2 separate regions of the Danio rerio genome follow, and region 1 is linked to region 2. A link is a contact called in public HiChIP or PLAC-seq data. All regions are on one chromosome and are shown on one strand. Each heading gives the region's core, a stretch centred on a gene start, on an enhancer-like site or on the middle of the called end of the contact. The rest is flanking DNA. Distances are from core to core; before and after follow the strand shown.

Region 1 (6,169 bases), core at 345-2,844, 130 kb before region 2:
TTAGAAAGTGACCAAAATCCAATGTTGAGCTAGCATCTTAAACCAACATCACACTGACGTCAAATACTGATAATTATTCATCAGGTGTGGCAACCAAAATTCAACATCAGGTAGACGTCATGGTGGTAACGTTCACACAACTTCAAGCTTTGACATCATTAGACGTTGATATTTGGTTGGTTTTCGGTTGGACATTGACGTTGGTCTGACAGTAAGTTCTGACGTCAACCCGATTTGAATTTAAATTGAATTCACCTTTATTTGTATAGCGCTTTTACAATGTAAATTGTGTCAAAGCAGCTTTACATAGAAGATCATAGTAAATACCAAACAAAATGCATCGCCTTAAGACATTGGGGTACAACGTCAATTGGACATCATGTTGATGTCTTGTGCTCATTGGGTGTTTAAGGCCATTTTGGTCCCCATACAGTAAACATCTGTCATTTTCTCATCAGTGACCTGCATCTAAACAGTCTCTGGGTCATTGCGTGTAAAGAATTTGGACATCTTCTTGGACACTTTTAATGCTACCAAACAGTTTGCTGCAATTATAAATCACCCATGTCTTCAGGTATTTCATTATGAAGCGATTTACCTTCAATGTGTGATTTGATTGGACGGGAATTACAGGACTGATTTTTCTAATCCCCATAGACAAGAAAAATAAAGTAGTGACTGCAGGTTGAAGGAAAGTAGTGAGAGTAAAAGTACAGATACTGCAATAAAAATGTACTCAAGTGAGAGTAAAAGTACACATTTTTAAAACTACTCAGTAAATTACAATTCCTGAGAAAAAGTAATTAATTACAGTAATTTGAGTATTTGTAATTAGTTACTTTACACCACGGACAACCAGGGCACATATTTAAATCATTGTGGTATATCAGATCCCAGATCATTAATGTTAAAATGGGTTTTGTTTTTTAATGTGTTATTTAGAAATAAAGTTTCCCAAGTTTGTCTTCCTAGAGTGAAAAAATAAATGAAAACAGCTGCTATTAAACCGAGCTCAAATTTGGGGATGATGACATTTCTGTCATTTACTCAACCTTCATTTGTCACAAAACTTTTTGAGATTCTTTTTTTCATTGTACACAAACGTTTTTGTTTAAAGTTGTTTCATATCATTATGAGTTTTCTTTCTGTGTAGAACACAAACGAATTTATTTTTAATAATATTGGAATCATGTATCCATTGACATCAATAAAGAAAAAACAAATACTATAGAAGTCTATGGTTACAGGTTTAATATCTTTAATATCTACAGTTTAAATATCTTCTTTTAGTTTTACACTCAAAAAGGAAACGTGGGCAAGTAAAGGGGGATTTTTTTTGGAAGTGAACTACCCTCCTGGAAAAAAAACATGTTGGTTTTGATGTTTTGATGCTGTAAGCTGGTTTTGCTGGTTTCTACATGATCTCCTCTCCTCTGACACACCCCTGCCGGTTTCACGCGTGGATGTTTTGGTTACACAATAGAGGCGGGGCTAAATCTCGTAACTATGGGGCGGACATTAATACAGTGACAATATGGAGTGACAGCTCAGAGTTCATCGAGAGTGATCGGGATCGGACCTCTGCTGTTGATCAGCTCGGCTTCACCCACATACAACTAAACAAAATCACTGAGTTTTTTGTTTTGTTTCTGGTAATAGTGATTCAGGAGTGTTAAAGGATTTACTTCTTTCCTGCGGTCGTGGATTGTGATATGAACTTGAAGGTGTTCTGCTTTTTTTTCCTACTTCTTGAAGCCTCCTGTTTCAGTAAGTATCTCAAAACTATAATGTAATCTTAAAGTGATCTGTTTGTGTTTACATATGTGTACCTTTCATATTTATTATTTATTTATGTATAGACTGTATTTAAATTAATACTGTGTTTGTAAAGTGTGTCATTGTATTTTGCACTGTCTGAAGCCTGTAGCTAGATAAGTTGTTCACTTATTATAGCACACGTGCTGCTGGTGATGTGACGATAAAAGTGGTTTGATTATATCTTTAAACCCCTAAAATAGTCTCTCTGCCCACGTGTTTGTTTGTATAATATAGCATATGTTAGGACAGCACCCATAATATATTGTATAGTGTGTTGGCATTTGCCAACATGCCGAGACATGCTTAGTCAGAATGAATGTTATAATGACTCATCATCATGACCCAGATTAGATGTGACCTTGGGATTTAGGTGCTTTCATGATGTCATTTCATTATGATCTCATTAGTTTATAAACACGAGGGCACGTGGACAGTGGAGCTAAAGAAACATTCATTTGATTGCATTCCGCTTTTGATTCTCATTATCAGTAAATCTTAGTTTGAGATTCAAATATTACTGTAAATGCTTAATGCAAGAAGAAATCTGCTGCCAACAAACTGATCATTCAAGTTATGATTGTAAAATAAATGTCTTCTTTCCTCTTTGTGTCTCTTTAGTTGAATTTGAGATCTCTGTTCCCCGAAGTCCTGTCATTGGGTTTTACGGTGAGGAGCTGATCCTCCCTTGCACATTCCCTGTGGATTCTTCGTGGGATCTGAGCAGCACTGTTATCACATGGCAGCGAGGGCTGGATGTAGTTCACAGCTTCTACTACAGTCGGGATCAGCTGGACCGGCAGAATCCTCATTATGTCAGCCGCACCAGTCTGTTCATTCAGGAGATGCAGCGAGGAAACGCCTCTCTCAAACTGGACAAAGTGACTCAGAGGGATGCCGGTGTTTACACCTGCTCCATCAGCACAAACTCCGGCAGCCAGAAGAAGAGCTTTGCTGTAAATATTGCAGGTAACAAAATGACACATATAGACATGTTGATGATGAATCTCATGAATCGAGCTCAGAAAATGGGAAAAATGCTTGTTTTAACATGCGTGTTGTGTTTCCCAGCGCTCTACTCTGAGCCTCGTCTGCAGTTCTCCATGTTGACGGATGGAGTCAATCTGCTGGTGACGTCAGATGGAGGATACCCTTCTCCAACACTGCAGTGGCTGATGGAGAACTCAGACATCACCAACCAGACTCAAACACACCTCAGACAGGACACAAGCACAGGACTTTACATCGTGTCCAGCTGGATAAAACTCTCTGACGTCTCAAATTCATCTTTGACATTTATTCTGCACAACAAACCGCTGGGGCAAGACATCAGAAGAGAGATCCAGCTTTCGTCAGGTGAGGACTTTGTAAAAGAAATCAATAAATATAAGCATTTTTAAATGTTTATGAACAATCAATATTGATGGAGATAGTTTAAGCAAACATGAAAGTTCTGTCATTATTTTCTCCTTCCAAACATGCACTGTACTATTTACAATAATCATAATTATTTTTTTTTCTTTACAGATAAAATTGAAAAACAAGAAGAGAACAGATGCTCTGAATGCTTCATTTTGATCCCAGTTGCTCTGCTGCTGCTCGCGATGGTTTTATTGTTTGTATTCTTTATCAAAAGAAGAAGAAAAGCAGAAAAGAGCAAACAAAGTTCCTCCAGTGAAACTAAAAGTCTGAGTGAAAATGTATGATTATGATGGTTATGCTGTTTTTTTAATGATGATCATTTCCAGGACAGAATTTAGTATTATATTTATTGTTACATGGTTCAAGTTATTTTAAACCAGTTTTTAACAAATAAACACTTTATTTGTGCTGTGATGATCCTTTCATGTTAAATACCATTTCAATGCATTATTCCACTGATCTTTATGTCAGATATCTGGTGTGTTTGTCACAGCTAAACTAACCAAATCTTCCTAGGTGCTAAACACTTTTAACAGAGCTAAAAATTTCATAAACAGAATTTGTCAGTCATATCATATTATGATGCACTGCTGATGTCCTGCTTAACAAGCATTATGTTTGAGACCATTTCCATTAGTGTTATACATTTTACTCTTGACTTTATGCACTAAACAGTATTTTTTTACACACACCTGCTGGCAGGATCTTGTTGCTCCACAGTAACATTTTACAACGATATTTATTAAATTAGTTTCTCTCTAAAAATGGAATTTGATTTGAATTCATGTAATTTATAACATGTAATTTTATACTGTGAACTAGTGTGTTAGTAGTACTTATGTTTGACTATGGGACCACTGTGTGCTGTTTAATATTTCAATTGTTTACATTTGCCTCCGTATCAAGTGACATGTTTACTCATGTGATGCTGAAATAAAATATACATTTGTATAATATCCCACCAGTGTGATTAATATTACTTCACAGATTATGTGTATACAGGTGCTGGTCATATAATAAAAATATCCTAAAGTTGATTTATTTCCCCGATTCCATTCAAAAAGTGAAACTTGTATAATGTATACATTCATTCTTCACAGACTAATATATTTCAAGTGTTTATTTCTCCTTTAATAATTATGACAAGTAATGAAAACCCCAAATCCAGTATCTCAGAAAATGACAATATAACCGAAGACCAATACAAAGAAAACATTTCTAATAAAAATACTATCAACTGAAAAGTATGAACACGAAAAGTATGAGCATGTACAGCTCTCAATACTTGGTTGAGGCTTTTTTTGCACAAATTACTGCAGCAATGCAGCATGGCATGGAGTGAATCAGTATGTGGAACTGCTCAGTTAGCATGAGAGCCCAGGTTTCTCTGATAGTGGCCTTCAGCTTTTCAGCCTTGTTGGGTCTGATATCACATCTTCCTCTTCACCCAAAAATTTTCTAAGTGGTTAAGTTCCGGCAAGTTTGCTGGCCAGTTAAGAACAGGGATAACATGGTCCTTAAACCAGGAAGTGGCAGCTTTGGCACTGTCTGCAGGAGCCAAGTCCTGTTGGAAAAATCAAATCTGTATGTCCATAAAGTCAGGAGCAGGAGGCATGAAGTGCTTTAAAACATCCTGGTATAGATCAGAAAACACAGTGGAGCAACACCAGCAAATGACATGGCACCCCAAACCATCACTGACAATGTAAACTTTACAGTGGACCTCAATGTAAATTACGTGCCTCTCCTATCTTCCTCCAAATTATCAATCACTCCAGAATTGACTTTCATTAGAGAACATAACTTTGAACCACTCAGCAGCAGTCCAATCATTAGCCCAAGCGAGAGGCTTTGAAATTGTGTGTTCTTCAAGAGTGGCTTGACACAAGGAATGTAACAGGTAAAACCAGTGTCTTGCACACATACATCTGTGTGTAGTGGTTCTTGAAGCACTGACTCCAGCTGCAGTCCACTCTTTTTTGTGAATCACCCCCACGTTTTTGAACAGGTTTCGTTTCGCAGTTTTATCCATATGATGCGATTATCTCTATTGCTTGTACAATTTTTTTCAACTTTATCTTTTTCTTCCCTTCACCTCTCCATTAATGTGCTTGAACACAGAGCTCTGTCAACAGCCAGCCTTTTTTTGCGATGATCTTTTTTGTCTTGCCCTCCTGGTGCAAGTTGTCAGTGGTTGCCTTTTGGACAACTGTCAAATCAACCATTTCCCCATGATTGTGTAGCCAACAAAAATAGATTAAGAGACCATTTAAATGTCTTTGCAGGTGTTGAGTTAATTAGCTGATTAGAGTGTGGCACCAGGTGTTTTCAATGCTGAACCTTTTCACAATATTCAAATTTTTTGAGATACTGAATTCAGGGTTTTCATTGGTTATCAAAATCATCAAAAATAAAAGAAACAAAGGCTTTAATTTTTTCAATCTTCGTGGAATAAATGCATATATTATAAGTAGTTAAATAAATCAGCTTTTTAAAGATATTCTAATTTTGTCACCAGCACATGTCAGTGTGATTTAAGATTTTTTTACACTCCCTTACCTTTGAATCCACTTTCAATCCCTTTTCTTGCCTTTGCTTTTTATCTGCTCAATCAAACTAAAAATAAAATAAGATGCAAGTGTTCCAGGAACGATGTCAGTATAAACAATACTTTAATTCAAATTTACAACCATTTCAACCTTGTACAGATTAGTCACACACATAAAAAATGTCTGGGTGATAATGTAAAAAAAAAAAAAAGTGGAATGGCATCACAAGGCTTTTGAGCACAACTAGAAGGCCATTGTACAGATAGCAAGACCAAACCTGCATAACTGAAGAAGAATGTTAAGTCACGACCACAATTAACACAAGGTTTAATTTAATTTTCTACAAAACTATCAGTTTGATTTATTCAACATTGCCTGGTTCT
Region 2 (6,023 bases), core at 334-2,833:
TTTATATCTATTTGAAGCTAAGAAAACAGGGATTTGAATTATACACATGAAAAATATTTCCTAAAAACAGATTAGACAGCATAAGACATTTTCTGAACATTAAAACTTTACTTTTTTATACTTAAAAATGACTTTTATACTGAAGGAATGGTCATATATGGCTGATTTTTGTCTGATTGAAGGAGGGTTTATATGTAGTATGAATATCATCACTCTATAGCTCATTCTTGAATGGAGAAATAAGTCTTGTTGAAATTGCCCCATGTTGCAATTGTCACCACTAACCCCTATACTAAAATATTATATAAAGATAGCATGCCAGTAGCCGGGGGGGGGGGGGGGGGGGGGTGGTTCGGATGGTTCGAAAGAACTACCCCTCTACTGACAAAGGTCCAGAATTATTGCCACTATATTCTCATTTGACCTATTTCGACTGCTAAATGTTTGTGGAAATAACCCATTGAAGATTTTAAGAACACGTAATGACTTAAGTGAAGTCAACTTTCATTACTGACCGACTGTTGTTAAAAAAAACATTTTACAAGTAGGCTATCTTTTTAAAATCTTGAACCTTATTCTTGAGAGAAAAAAAATTGATAAATGAAAAGGTCAGAAGCACCAAAAGCAGCCTATTAAAGTTAATTTTAATACTAACTGGCTGTGTATAAAAATCCAAAATCAAACTAAAAGCTTTCAGGGGTGGCTTAAATAATGTGTCGGTGCCCTAAGGGATTCATCAGAATAATCATCAAAATCAATCCAAAGCACTCAAAAAATATGGAAAAAAATAATAAAAAGCCTTTATTGACATGTCTGTTCCTTAAAACTGGGGCTACATCAGGTTACCCTTATGAAGTCAAGTGTCATCAAAACATGTAGGCGCAGGTTTATGAAGTAGCCATGTCAGTAAAGGCTTTTCAATATTTTTTTCCTCATTTTTTAAGTGCCTTAGACTGACGTTTGCTGTTTATACTGATTCAGCTGTCGTTGATAGATGAATTTTCAAGAGAGGCTAGATGAAAATCATGAAGCTCTTTTTTTTATATTGTTTTTAAGAAATCTTTAGGAAATATTTTTAATAAATCAAAAATGGAGGATACAACAAGCTAATCCAGCTAAAATAGTGCTTAAAATGCCACATATTGGAGTATTTAAACGTCATAATTAAATAGAAAATGAGGTGAATAACTGCAAAGAAGTCCACATTTTGAGAAAAAAGAACCACCCCTTACACCAGGCTGCTACGGGCCTGAATAACTTAAAAAAAATAAAATAAAATAGTTTCCAGGTTTTGTACAGAAATAAACAAAGCTCTGAATTAGGCTATACACATGCTATATGAGCGTGCATTATATTTTAAGTGACGTGCAGAAAGCATCTGTGCGCCCCTGTGCCCTAGAAACACAGATGTCAGATGTGGCAGATGGATCTTTTGTAAGGCGGTTTTTGCCGCTTTCTCTTTGCAGTTCCTGGGCGCGTCTGATCGGGGCGGCCGTGCTCGTGCTTCGGTATCTTGCAGCGGCTCTGCTGACCTGCGCGGCTGCCGTAGAGCACAGTGTGTGTGTGTGTGTGTGTGTGTGTCACTCCCTCATCATCAGCGGCTCGCTGGAAACATGGCGTCAGTGCACACACGGGCGAGTCTCAACTCTGCAGACGGATAGAGGAAGAAAGTGTGCACAGGGACTCACACCACGCACTAGCCATTGCAAAGTCGACCTGTGTTTTCCTGGACATGTTCTGATTCATGCACGGGTGAACGGAGCGCTATTCCGTCGATTCGGCCCCGGTTATGGAGCCTCCGGATGAAATCAGGTGAGGGAAGCGCATCTGAAGCAGCAAGTGCTTGTTTGAGTGTGTGTGCGAGAGTTTGTGTGTTTGTGTCTCTTTGTATACGCAGATGTTTGTGTGATCTCGCAACTTACACAGCCGGGATTCGGGACATGCTGCTAAATAGTGCACCTATTGAGGCTGTATTGGGTGCGACTGGTGCGCATGCGCGTGACAGCTTTAGCTCTCTAGTGATGGGAAATGCGAGTCATTTCCGTGAATCATTCGAACTTATTCAGATTCAGTAGAGTTTTATCAGGGTATCCGCGGGCCCTTACATTTCAAAACCAAAATTTTAGGACTTAAAAAGTCTTACATTTACTGAAATATTGTGTTGTATGTGTTAAATAATTTTAAACAGGTCTTAATTTTCCTTTGTCCAAGTAAAGCTACTCAATCAGGCTGACATCCATTCAATCACCAACAATCCATCTTAATAAAATCAGGGAAAGCAAACTAAAAACAATTACACAGTTCCTCATGTCATGATAATAAAAGAGCGATTGATCCCTTTACGTTATCTTCCATTCATACAAAAACTATTTACAGAAGGGTGAGTAGACAATTATTAATAGAGATTAAACTTAAGGTTTTATAACAGAAATGCATTAGGTTGAATAGAAGTTATACTCAAATCAATTTGGACCAAAAGCTAACAAATATATATTTTTGATTATTTATGTATTTGCCTCCATAATAAATCCACTTTTAACAATGTTAAATTTGTCATTTAAAAAAGAGAAATAAAAATTATGTTGAAAATAGTGTATACAACTATTTTTCTTGTTTTGACACATTAAAATATGTCACTAAGGAATAATTACATTACATTTTTTTGTGGCAGGCATTAGGAATAATCATTAGTGTTTAGCTCTGTATAAGTCTAAAATTTCATTCATAATTGTCCGAAAAGGCTCTTAAAAAGTCCTAAACTTGACTTGAAACCTGCAGAAACCCTGTTTATGGCATACTATGCATATTTGATTCATTCATTTTTATTTGATCCCTGATTTTTCAGATAATTTAAAACAAAACCTAGCTAAAAATCAAATCCTCTCATTTTTAAAATAAATTAGTTTTTGTTAAAATACACTTTATTATTGTGCATTTTTAAAAGTGTTGCAGAAGGAAAATATTTTTAGTCATTCATTGGCTCACTTTGTTAAATGCATCTTGACACAAAAAGATGCTTATGAAACAGAAGGGAACTATTGTCGGTTTAGTTTTTTTTTTTAAATATTTCAGCAAAAAACTAAAAAAGAGTGGCCTAAATAAGTAAGAATCTTTCAGTCATTTTGTTTTAAAATGGTCATGCATGAACTAATGAAAGATTTACTAATAAATCTAATAAATCAATAAAAGATAAAATAAATCAGTTATTAGACATGATATATTAAAACTATTATGTTTAGAAATGTGTTGGAAAAAAATCTTCTCTCCGTTAAAAAGAAATTGGGGAAAAAATAAACATTTGGACTAATAATTCTGACTTCAACTGTATGTAGTTATCCATCTGTCAACTTTTTAAAAACTACTTAAATTATTTAAACTTTGAAACTACTTCAAACTTTCAGACTAGGCTTTCTCAAGCCACCATAAAGTTTGTCTACGAACTTTACTTTTCTAGTTATTATTACAATTTTTTTTTTTTTTTACTGAAATGTTCAAATTCTGACACTTGAATTTGTTGGCCAGTTTGTTATTTGCCTAATAGAGGAAAATCAGCTACAGTTTTTATATGTGATGTAATAATAAATATGTAATATGTGATGTAATAAATTTATATTTTAAAAATAAGTATATATTTATATTTCTTTATTCTAAATCCTTATGAAATATTTTTGGAACATCAAAAGTATGGTTAACTAATCCAAACTAATCACGCAAAAACCTCATAATTGAAAAGAAAATGAGGTGTATTACTGCAAAAAGTTCTGTATAATGTCCCGAACAATGAGCACATTAACATAAGTTTTTCACATTTGTGTGAACAAATTCTCTAATGAGTTGACTTTAGAATCACCGGAGCCGATACATTTAAGTTCATTACGTTAGCGACTCAACCAATTCACCAAAAAGATCCGACTCCCCAGAATGATTCATTCATAATCGGGCATCGCTGCGGCTCGCTTCCTGCCACAAAGTGATCTCGCTTTGCAGCGCAACACCAGGCGAAATTACACATTATAGTTGCAAACTTTTTTACGGGAATTGAAAACACCTACTTCAACTCAAGCATTTGCACGATTACATTTGCGTCTCTGAGGGGAAAACTCGCCGCTAATGGAAACAATCCGACCTGTGGGAAAGGTAAAGTGACTCGCGTCTGTGTGCAAGATCATTGTACTCTGCTAACCCGCGAGTGATATGCGGCGTCTCTCTCTCTCTTGCGTTCTCTCTTTCACTTTCTGCAAATGCAATTTAAAGTTTCAGTGCTGTGTGCTATTTCAGTGCATTGTTGCATGAGCAGATCGTCGATTAAATCCAATTGTTGTTACAAATGTTGAGATTGTCTGTTCAGTGTTTGTTTGCATCCTCCTTCGAGTGCACATAACTTAAAACAACAACAACATCCCCTACTAAAAATAAAGTTAGACGCTGATCTGATAGCAGACATGAAGCAACAACAGTCGTGATTAAATATAAAATATCCAACCAGTTCATCACGAGTCCTGTGAGTCAGATTGACACACTCCCTCAGAGACTTGGGGAAATGTTTGATTTGCTATTCCCAGAAATCGTTCATCTGCGCCAAACGGAGTAGGTTTCTTGGATTTTAAGTGGATCATTTGATTTCAGAGTGTTGTAATCGGCGAATTTAGTTGTGCGTGTTGTTTTTAAAAAGCACTGGGTCCTTTGGAGAGCAGTGTGCGCTGTACAGATTGTTCTGGCATCGTATTTCTCCCCCATATCACTTGTTGGCCTGTGTCCACATGCCTTTTTCCCAGTGCATTATTTGCTGTCATAATTGTTCACCCTCACCGTCCTTCTGTTTCAGATCAGGTTCAGAAAGTGTTGTTTGCTCTCTTGCCATGTGCACGAGGCTTTTAGCTGATAAAGCTCAGTGGAATGTTTTGCTGCGGTGTTTTCATAGTTTTGTCTCTTATGACCCCACGCGACGTCACAGAGATTGTTTGCCCTCAATGTTCGGCGACAGCTTCTCAAGAATGCAGTGTTTTGTCTCTTTTCCTGCTCTCCCCACCCTTCTTAGCAATTCTCTGTGATAAACTGCTTTCATTACTGGTAAGTGTTATGATATCTTGTTCAGAATGCTAGATGAAAGATTTGTTGTGTGCTTTTTTACTGCGTGCAGGTCCTGTGAGCTAGGTCAATGTAGAGCTAGTAGGTGATATGACAAAAACAAATCTCATATAATGCTAGCGCTATATATTACGATATAGTACAATTTCTACACTGTAAACCAAACAGTGAAAATCACTAAATGAAATGAGTTAGTTTAACTTCAAATTTATAAACAAAGTTATATTGACTTAATGAAAAGAGTTATGCCGAGTTCAGAGACTGCACAATTTTCAAAGTAGTTGTGTCCTGTTTTCACACTGCATGACTATCTGGGGTAGTGTTCTGTCGGTGATGTGTTTACACTGCGAGATCGATCAGCGACAGGGGATTTCACGCTGCATGGCTTTAAAAAAGGGGAAGAATTGCTGACAATTTTGTATCTGTCCACAAACTCTCACAACCAAACATGTGAGAAATGACATGGAAACAATGCAAGGTCACGTAGTAAATCTTTTGTTGTTAACTACATATTGAGAAAGAAGTCTTTAATGGGGTAGAAAATGTACTTATTTTGCTCACCTGACTTTGAAGGGAATTAGCAATCGACCTGGTTGGGATGTTGCTCAGATGGCATGTCAAAGACATGGGTGCTCCTGCTAAATTTACACTAGATTTTCCTCCATTTCTTGGGTCCGAATAAACAGAAAATGAACACTTTTAACTCTTCCCCCAAACTCCCGCTGGCCTGCAGATACCCACACTATTGGATGCTGCTCTCTCATTGGCTATAAGGTAATCGCTGATGTTATTTCCAATCAGAACACATTTCACACGGAGTGATTTAAATAGCTGACAGCTCCAGATATTGAGCAAAAAAAAAATCTCACTGACATAGGAGACTTATTTGCGATTTTCTCAGATCATGTCTTTGATAGTTCACATTGTGTGATTGT

Evidence for each region. HiChIP or PLAC-seq counts read pairs in DNA pulled down with a chosen protein or histone mark.
Region 1: a contact with region 2 is called in an H3K4me3 HiChIP or PLAC-seq map of embryo, with 2.6 times the contacts expected there. The contact joins the promoter of zgc:153911 here to the promoter of map3k4 in region 2. A contact is called at or near these places in 1 of 18 Hi-C or Micro-C datasets (an unstated tissue) and 2 of 4 datasets of contacts at active chromatin or transcription factors (embryo and gastrula embryo).

What each region holds. Positions count from the first base shown.
Region 1 is chr13:39,434,439-39,440,607 of GRCz12tu, reverse strand. It overlaps zgc:153911, which reads left to right and starts at 1,594. Exons shown (of 4, transcript NM_001077315.1): 1 at 1,594-1,767; 2 at 2,437-2,784; 3 at 2,887-3,171; 4 at 3,343-4,193. The coding sequence starts at 1,713. The coding sequence ends at 3,521.
Region 2 is chr13:39,302,516-39,308,538 of GRCz12tu, reverse strand. It overlaps map3k4 (mitogen-activated protein kinase kinase kinase 4), which reads left to right and starts at 1,583. Exons shown (of 26, transcript XM_021480882.2): 1 at 1,583-1,812. The coding sequence starts at 1,790.